2 separate regions of the Pan troglodytes genome follow, and region 2 is linked to region 1. Evidence: chromatin contacts called from public HiChIP or PLAC-seq data. All regions are on one chromosome and are shown on one strand. Each heading gives the region's core, a stretch centred on a gene start, on an enhancer-like site or on the middle of the called end of the contact. The rest is flanking DNA. Distances are from core to core; before and after follow the strand shown. Region 1 holds the start of BCAS2 (BCAS2 pre-mRNA processing factor). Region 2 holds the start of NRAS (NRAS proto-oncogene, GTPase).

Evidence for each region. HiChIP or PLAC-seq counts read pairs in DNA pulled down with a chosen protein or histone mark.
Region 2: an H3K4me3 HiChIP or PLAC-seq map of stem cell-derived excitatory neurons shows a contact between it and region 1, with 2.1 times the contacts expected there. The contact joins the promoter of NRAS here to the promoter of BCAS2 in region 1. A contact is called at or near these places in 1 of 7 Hi-C or Micro-C datasets (stem cell-derived neural progenitor cells), 1 of 1 datasets of contacts at active chromatin or transcription factors (stem cell-derived excitatory neurons) and 1 of 1 other capture datasets (stem cell-derived neural stem cells).

What each region holds. Positions count from the first base shown.
Region 1 is chr1:111,811,784-111,814,587 of NHGRI_mPanTro3-v2.0_pri, forward strand. BCAS2 (BCAS2 pre-mRNA processing factor) reads right to left here and starts at 1,381. Exons shown (of 7, transcript XM_513670.6): 1 at 792-1,381; 2 at 592-684. The coding sequence starts at 884.
Region 2 is chr1:111,946,711-111,949,514 of NHGRI_mPanTro3-v2.0_pri, forward strand. It overlaps NRAS (NRAS proto-oncogene, GTPase), which reads right to left and starts at 1,397. Exons shown (of 7, transcript XM_001149822.6): 1 at 1,243-1,397; 2 at 638-765. The coding sequence starts at 748. CSDE1 (cold shock domain containing E1) reads right to left here. Exons shown (of 20, transcript XM_001160588.7): 20 at 1,501-2,804. The coding sequence ends at 2,759.

The DNA.
Region 1 (2,804 bases), core at 131-2,630:
CTATGATCTCAGAATCTAGAATGGCACCTAGCACTTGTAAAGTATTCGTATCAGTGAAAATTCTTGCCTACATTAATCAGAAATGTGTTAATAAAAACATCGGATAGATTACAGAAAAAAGGAGAAGGCTGAGAAAAAAGTAGTATACACTTGGATATGGTTTGTCCTTTCAGTCGTATCACATACATTTGGTAAATAACTAGACTTTAATATGCCACTCTCCAGTGGTTCTAAAGAGCTTAGGTAATTAGGCTTATACATATTAAAAAACCCTAGATCACTTGCTGTAGAGTGAATCTTGGCAGGAGAGGGTCCCTTTGAGAATTTACGCATGGATCCTATCTCAAAGAATGGTAGCCACAAATTTTTGCATTAAGTGAGTTGTGGAGCCCCAGAAAGTCTTCCTATGGATCTTAGAATAAGAACCTCGGAGAAGACTTATCTATCTAGTTGTTTTCAATAGACTGACACCTATACAGTAGGTAAGTAGTAGCTATGCAGGCAATGGTTAAAACTGGAATTTAAAGCTCTCAATCCAAAGTAAAGGTTCACAGGAATTCTCGTTCACACCTGGGCTCAAGACATACTTACTTCAAAGGCAGAATAATCCGGGGCTGTCAGGTAGCTCAGGTAGTTCTTAGTAGGTCGGTATCTGCGAGTTTCCTCCTCCACCAGCGCTGCAGCCTAAGAAAGAGAATAGGGACCAGGGTAGAAGTGGCAAATTGTAACATGTTTCTTTCAGTACCGAGCCAGCTAGCAGTGAGTCAGCTACAAAGACACCCCGCACTCACCGCTTCCCGCACACCAGGGGCTTCATAACCTTGATCAAAATACGGCAGCGCATCCACCACAACCTCTCCGGCCACCAAACCTGTGCCCGCCATTCTGAGGACCTCAGGTTTGCCTGCGTCTTCTGCGTCTGCGTAAACTCAGTTATATTTAATTACGCCGGCGCCTGACACTGATGTAATCACGTTCCCTCCGTATTGACGTTAGTGCATGCTCAGTTGCTAATTTTGAAGGCGGGTCCGCCCGGTATCTAGAAATTGCCAGGCTGGTTTGTTTTGGGCGGACGTGACGTAACGTCTTGGCTTGTCTGCGTCAGCGAAAGGCCTCAATTTCCTGTCCTCTGCTTACTGCCCTTTTTTTTGCCTGCGAATGGCGGCGATTTGAAGTTGGGGCTTTTCGTTTCCTCCAAAACATTGATATCTGGAAGGGGAGCCCCTTAACACTTTTGGAGGGAACTGGCTGCAGCATTTGGCGGGGAGAGATAAACTGGTTTCCCACCTCTGCTTACTCCCACCTTCTCCCCTTAATCTTCTCTTCCTCTGTGCGAGACTTTTTTCCTTTTTTATTGTAGACACAGGGTCTTTGTTCTGCTGCCCAGGTTGGAGTGCAGTGGCGTGATCATAGCTCACTGCAGCCTCAACCCCCCGGGCCCAAGCGATCCTTCCACCTCAGCCTCCCTAGTAGCTGGGCCTAGAGGTGCACACCACCGTGCCTGGCTAATTTTTAATTTTTTTTTGTAGAGATGGAGCCTTTCTATGTTGCCAAGCCTAGCCTCGAACTCCGGGCCTCCCAAAATGTGGGGAATACAGGCGTGAGCCACTGCACCCCGGGTCATTCCTCTTTTACTTCCTTGCTGTACCCCAACTATCCTTCCCCCTCGGCACCCTTAAAACCTTTGCATTGGATAAGTACATTTTTTAAAGAGACTCTAGAATTGGGCGCCAGTCTCCAATTAAAATTGTGAAGCTTTATGGTCTGCGTATCAAAAGGAACCTCAGTTCCTTAAAAATCCTGTCATTTTGCCTTTAGGACGTAACGGTAATAGAATGGCATTCCTCACTGCCTCCGAACCACTCAAGCTGCTGCCCATGCACTTTCTCTTCTGCATGGCTCCTGGACTAAGCAGCCTCCCTTTGATTAAGCAGGTAAAAACCAAATAAAGTTGTCAGACTATATGCCCTGCCCGGTGTGCAGTCTAGACCCAGACTTTGTCTGCCAAGAGCCTGGAAATGTTGACCTCCGTTATTAAGCCTGGTCAGTCTAAGACTAATTCTTATTACCGAAGTACCATTAGGTAAATGTGCTAGCTATAGATTTAAGTGACATAAAAGATCTTAAAGAATTCTCCAAGGGATCTGTGGGGTTTTTATGTATTTATTCATTAAAAGATCTGTAAACATTTTATACAAATCTTGATTCTTTTACAAAAATATCCAGAATTCCTAACACTTTACAGAAAACACAACAGACCTAAGGAAATGAAGCAGCTTCAGGCTGCGAGGATGAAGACACCATTGCTGAAGCAAAGGTCTCCTCCTAGAGGGATAGCCAGGATCCATCACAGTAAACCCTTTTACCCCCATTTTATAAACATCCAATTATTAACTGTTCCTGCTGGGTTGGAGTGTAAGAAGAGACCAAATGGAGAGATGTCTAGTAGAAGCCCCACTGGGGGTAACCTGCTTAACATTAAAAAAAAGACAGGCTCAGTTCTATTCCCTGGACCCACATCTGTAGGAATTATATTATACAGCACCAGTCTTAAATGGTGTTCTGCTTCAGATTCATGCATACCTGAATGGGTTGTAATGACAATACTGTACAAGTCAATAAACTGTATCACAATACAACTTACACAGTTTTGTAAGGTTGAAGAAATACTTTCTGTGCCAGTTAAAACCATCAGCAGAAACTGAAGAAAACAAACTGACATTTGCTATAACATTAATCAATGAAAAGTGCACCATCTGAACTTGAATTTGCCCATGAGTTTGAAAACACACACACACACACAC
Region 2 (2,804 bases), core at 147-2,646, 130 kb after region 1:
CTATTACATAGTGCTTTACCATTCATAAATAACTTAAATATATTATTTAACTTTCCATAACATCCCTGTGTGGTAGGCAGGACAAGTTTATGGTAATTTAAAACATGAGGAAAATGAGGTTGGGAGAGATTCAGTTGCTCAATATCACACAACTAAATAAACTGCAAACAGGGACCAAAATCCTAGGCATAAAGACTAAAAATCTCAAGTTCTTGCTACTCCAATCATCTGGTCTCAGCTGCTTCAACTAGCTAATAAATAAATATTGAAGAACACTCATCTCTGAATCCTTTATCTCCATCCTATTATCTCCCATACAATCAGACAGTCTCGCTACTATGGCCTGTGTTTCTCATGTAATAGAGCCGTTATATATGAAGAAACTCATGAATGAACTCAACACTGAGTTTGCAATAGTTTACAGAACTGTTAAAAACTGGACAGGTTTTAGAAACTTCAGCAGCTAATAAAAATGAACTGTTCTCTATAAACACGTTAAGCTTATTGCATAACTGAATGTATACCCAAAATAACTTTTTACTTTCTCTCCTCTTATTCCTTTAATACAGAATATGGGTAAAGATGATCCGACAAGTGAGAGACAGGATCAGGTCAGCGGGCTACCACTGGGCCTCACCTCTATGGTGGGATCATATTCATCTACAAAGTGGTTCTGGATTAGCTGGATTGTCAGTGCGCTTTTCCCAACACCACCTGCTCCAACCACCACCAGTTTGTACTCAGTCATTTCACACCAGCAAGAACCTGTTGGAAACCAGTAATCAGGGTTAATTGGCGAGCCACATCTACAGTACTTTAAAGCTTTCTATAATCAATAGAAATGAAAACCCCAGTGTGACCTTCCATTTGGTTCTTAAAGTGACTAGAGAACGCAAAAACACTGGACTAATATCGGCCTCACACTTCTGGAGTAGTTTTCTAGCAACCCCCATCCTTAGCTATTTTTCAACAGTCCTTGGGCCCCGCCCTCAGCCTAAGCAATGGAAATCCCCCTTCCTATTACTCCCCGAAGGCTTCTCTGCTCTAGCAGGAAGCCTCCAGGCCGCAACTCCTTCCCATTCTCCCTGTCTCCAAAGATCTCCCCACGTAGGCACCAAATGGAAGGACCCCCGCCCAAGGCCTTTGTCTCCAGCTGATAGATTCTGCTCGATTTCTGGCATCAGTGAAACGCCTGAACATTCCACAGCCCAAAGCCGAACACTATGCATGAGATAAACTTACCTCAAGCTCCACTGCCTCTGCTTTGGACAGATTTAGGACCACAGCCGGGAAAAATGTTGGAGACCCCGGAACCGCCATGAACAGCCCCCACCAAGGAGCGGCACTTCCGGCCCCGCCCGCTACGTAATCAGTCGGCGCCCCAGGCGCCTGAGTCCCCGCCCCGGCCACGTGGGCCTCCGAACCACGAGTCATGCGGCAGGCCGCACCCAGACCCGCCCCTCCCACACGGGACGTTTCAATAATGAAAGCGCTAGGTGCTAGTGTCTCAAAAATCAGTAAAACTTTATTCGCTTCCATTCTTTCGCCATTAACAGAAAACTGGAGAAAGCAAAAATGTTTTGTGTTTACAAAGATAAACGGCCTCTTTACCCAGAGATCAAAACCTCAAACGACAAGGGGGAAGATAAAACCGCCCTCCCCCACATCCCCTGAGCTGACCCTTGTCATCTTAGACAAAGCCTTCAGTCCACTGGCCAGGGACCCTGTATATGGCCAATTCAAGAAGAGGGCCAAGAAATCAGACCCATCCATTCCCGTGATATAAAGTTGAACAGAAGCTACACCAAGGGTCAAGTGTCTGTATTTTACAGGACACAGTAACCAGGCGGCTACTTATAAAAAAAACAAGATTCATTTCAGGCACAACCTTTTTATTTTTTTTTTGTTTTGTTTTGTTTTTAAATCAGTAAAAGAAACCGGGTCCTAGAAGCTGCAGTGATCTAAGCAGCAGCAAGTTTGTGCATTCATTTTTTTTGTTTTTGTTTAAATATGTTTAAATTATCACACTGCTGGCACTCCTCATTTGCATGAAATTCTGCACCATACCTACTAATTGTAGTAAAGTTACCCCCCAACCCACGAAAAAAAACCTACTCTGGAAGATAATTTTCACTGAAATATAACCAAACTTCTTTAAGTGGATTGTGACAAGATTATAAATGATATGAAAAATAACATTTTAAAATTTGGCCATCAACTTTAAGAAATGGTTTGCCTATACAAATTTTTGTAATTTTTAAAAGATAATATATTCTACCCTCATATGGTCCTCAGAATTAAAGCATAATGAACAGGAAGAAAAAGGAAAAGAATGCAACTGAGTGCTAAGGCAGAACATCTTGCCAGAAGTAATTAATGAAGGTAGAGTATATAATGAAAAGTGCAGAATTTCATAGGGCCAACAAGATAACAGTCTATATTTTTCACTTACACAGGCAAAGTGGATTCTGCAATTACCAGTTGCGTTAAATGCACCAAATAAAGCTCCTAAAATTGATACTATAAGGCGCCACCTTAAGTTTTTCCAGGCTGCAACTGTGCATTATTTAAAATGGTTTTCTTAAATTTATTTATTTTTTTAAACATAACACGAGGAAGGTGTTAAAACTGGTGTAATAGCTCAATAGAATAAGTATTCCAGATTTCGGGAGGGATGAAGAGGGAGATACTCAGAACCCTTCACCAGATTCCCCCCAACTTGATCATAGTGGATTAATGGTGTGCTTTGTGGATGTGGTTAGTCAATGACACCAGCTTGACGGATCTTTCTTTCTGCACCAAAC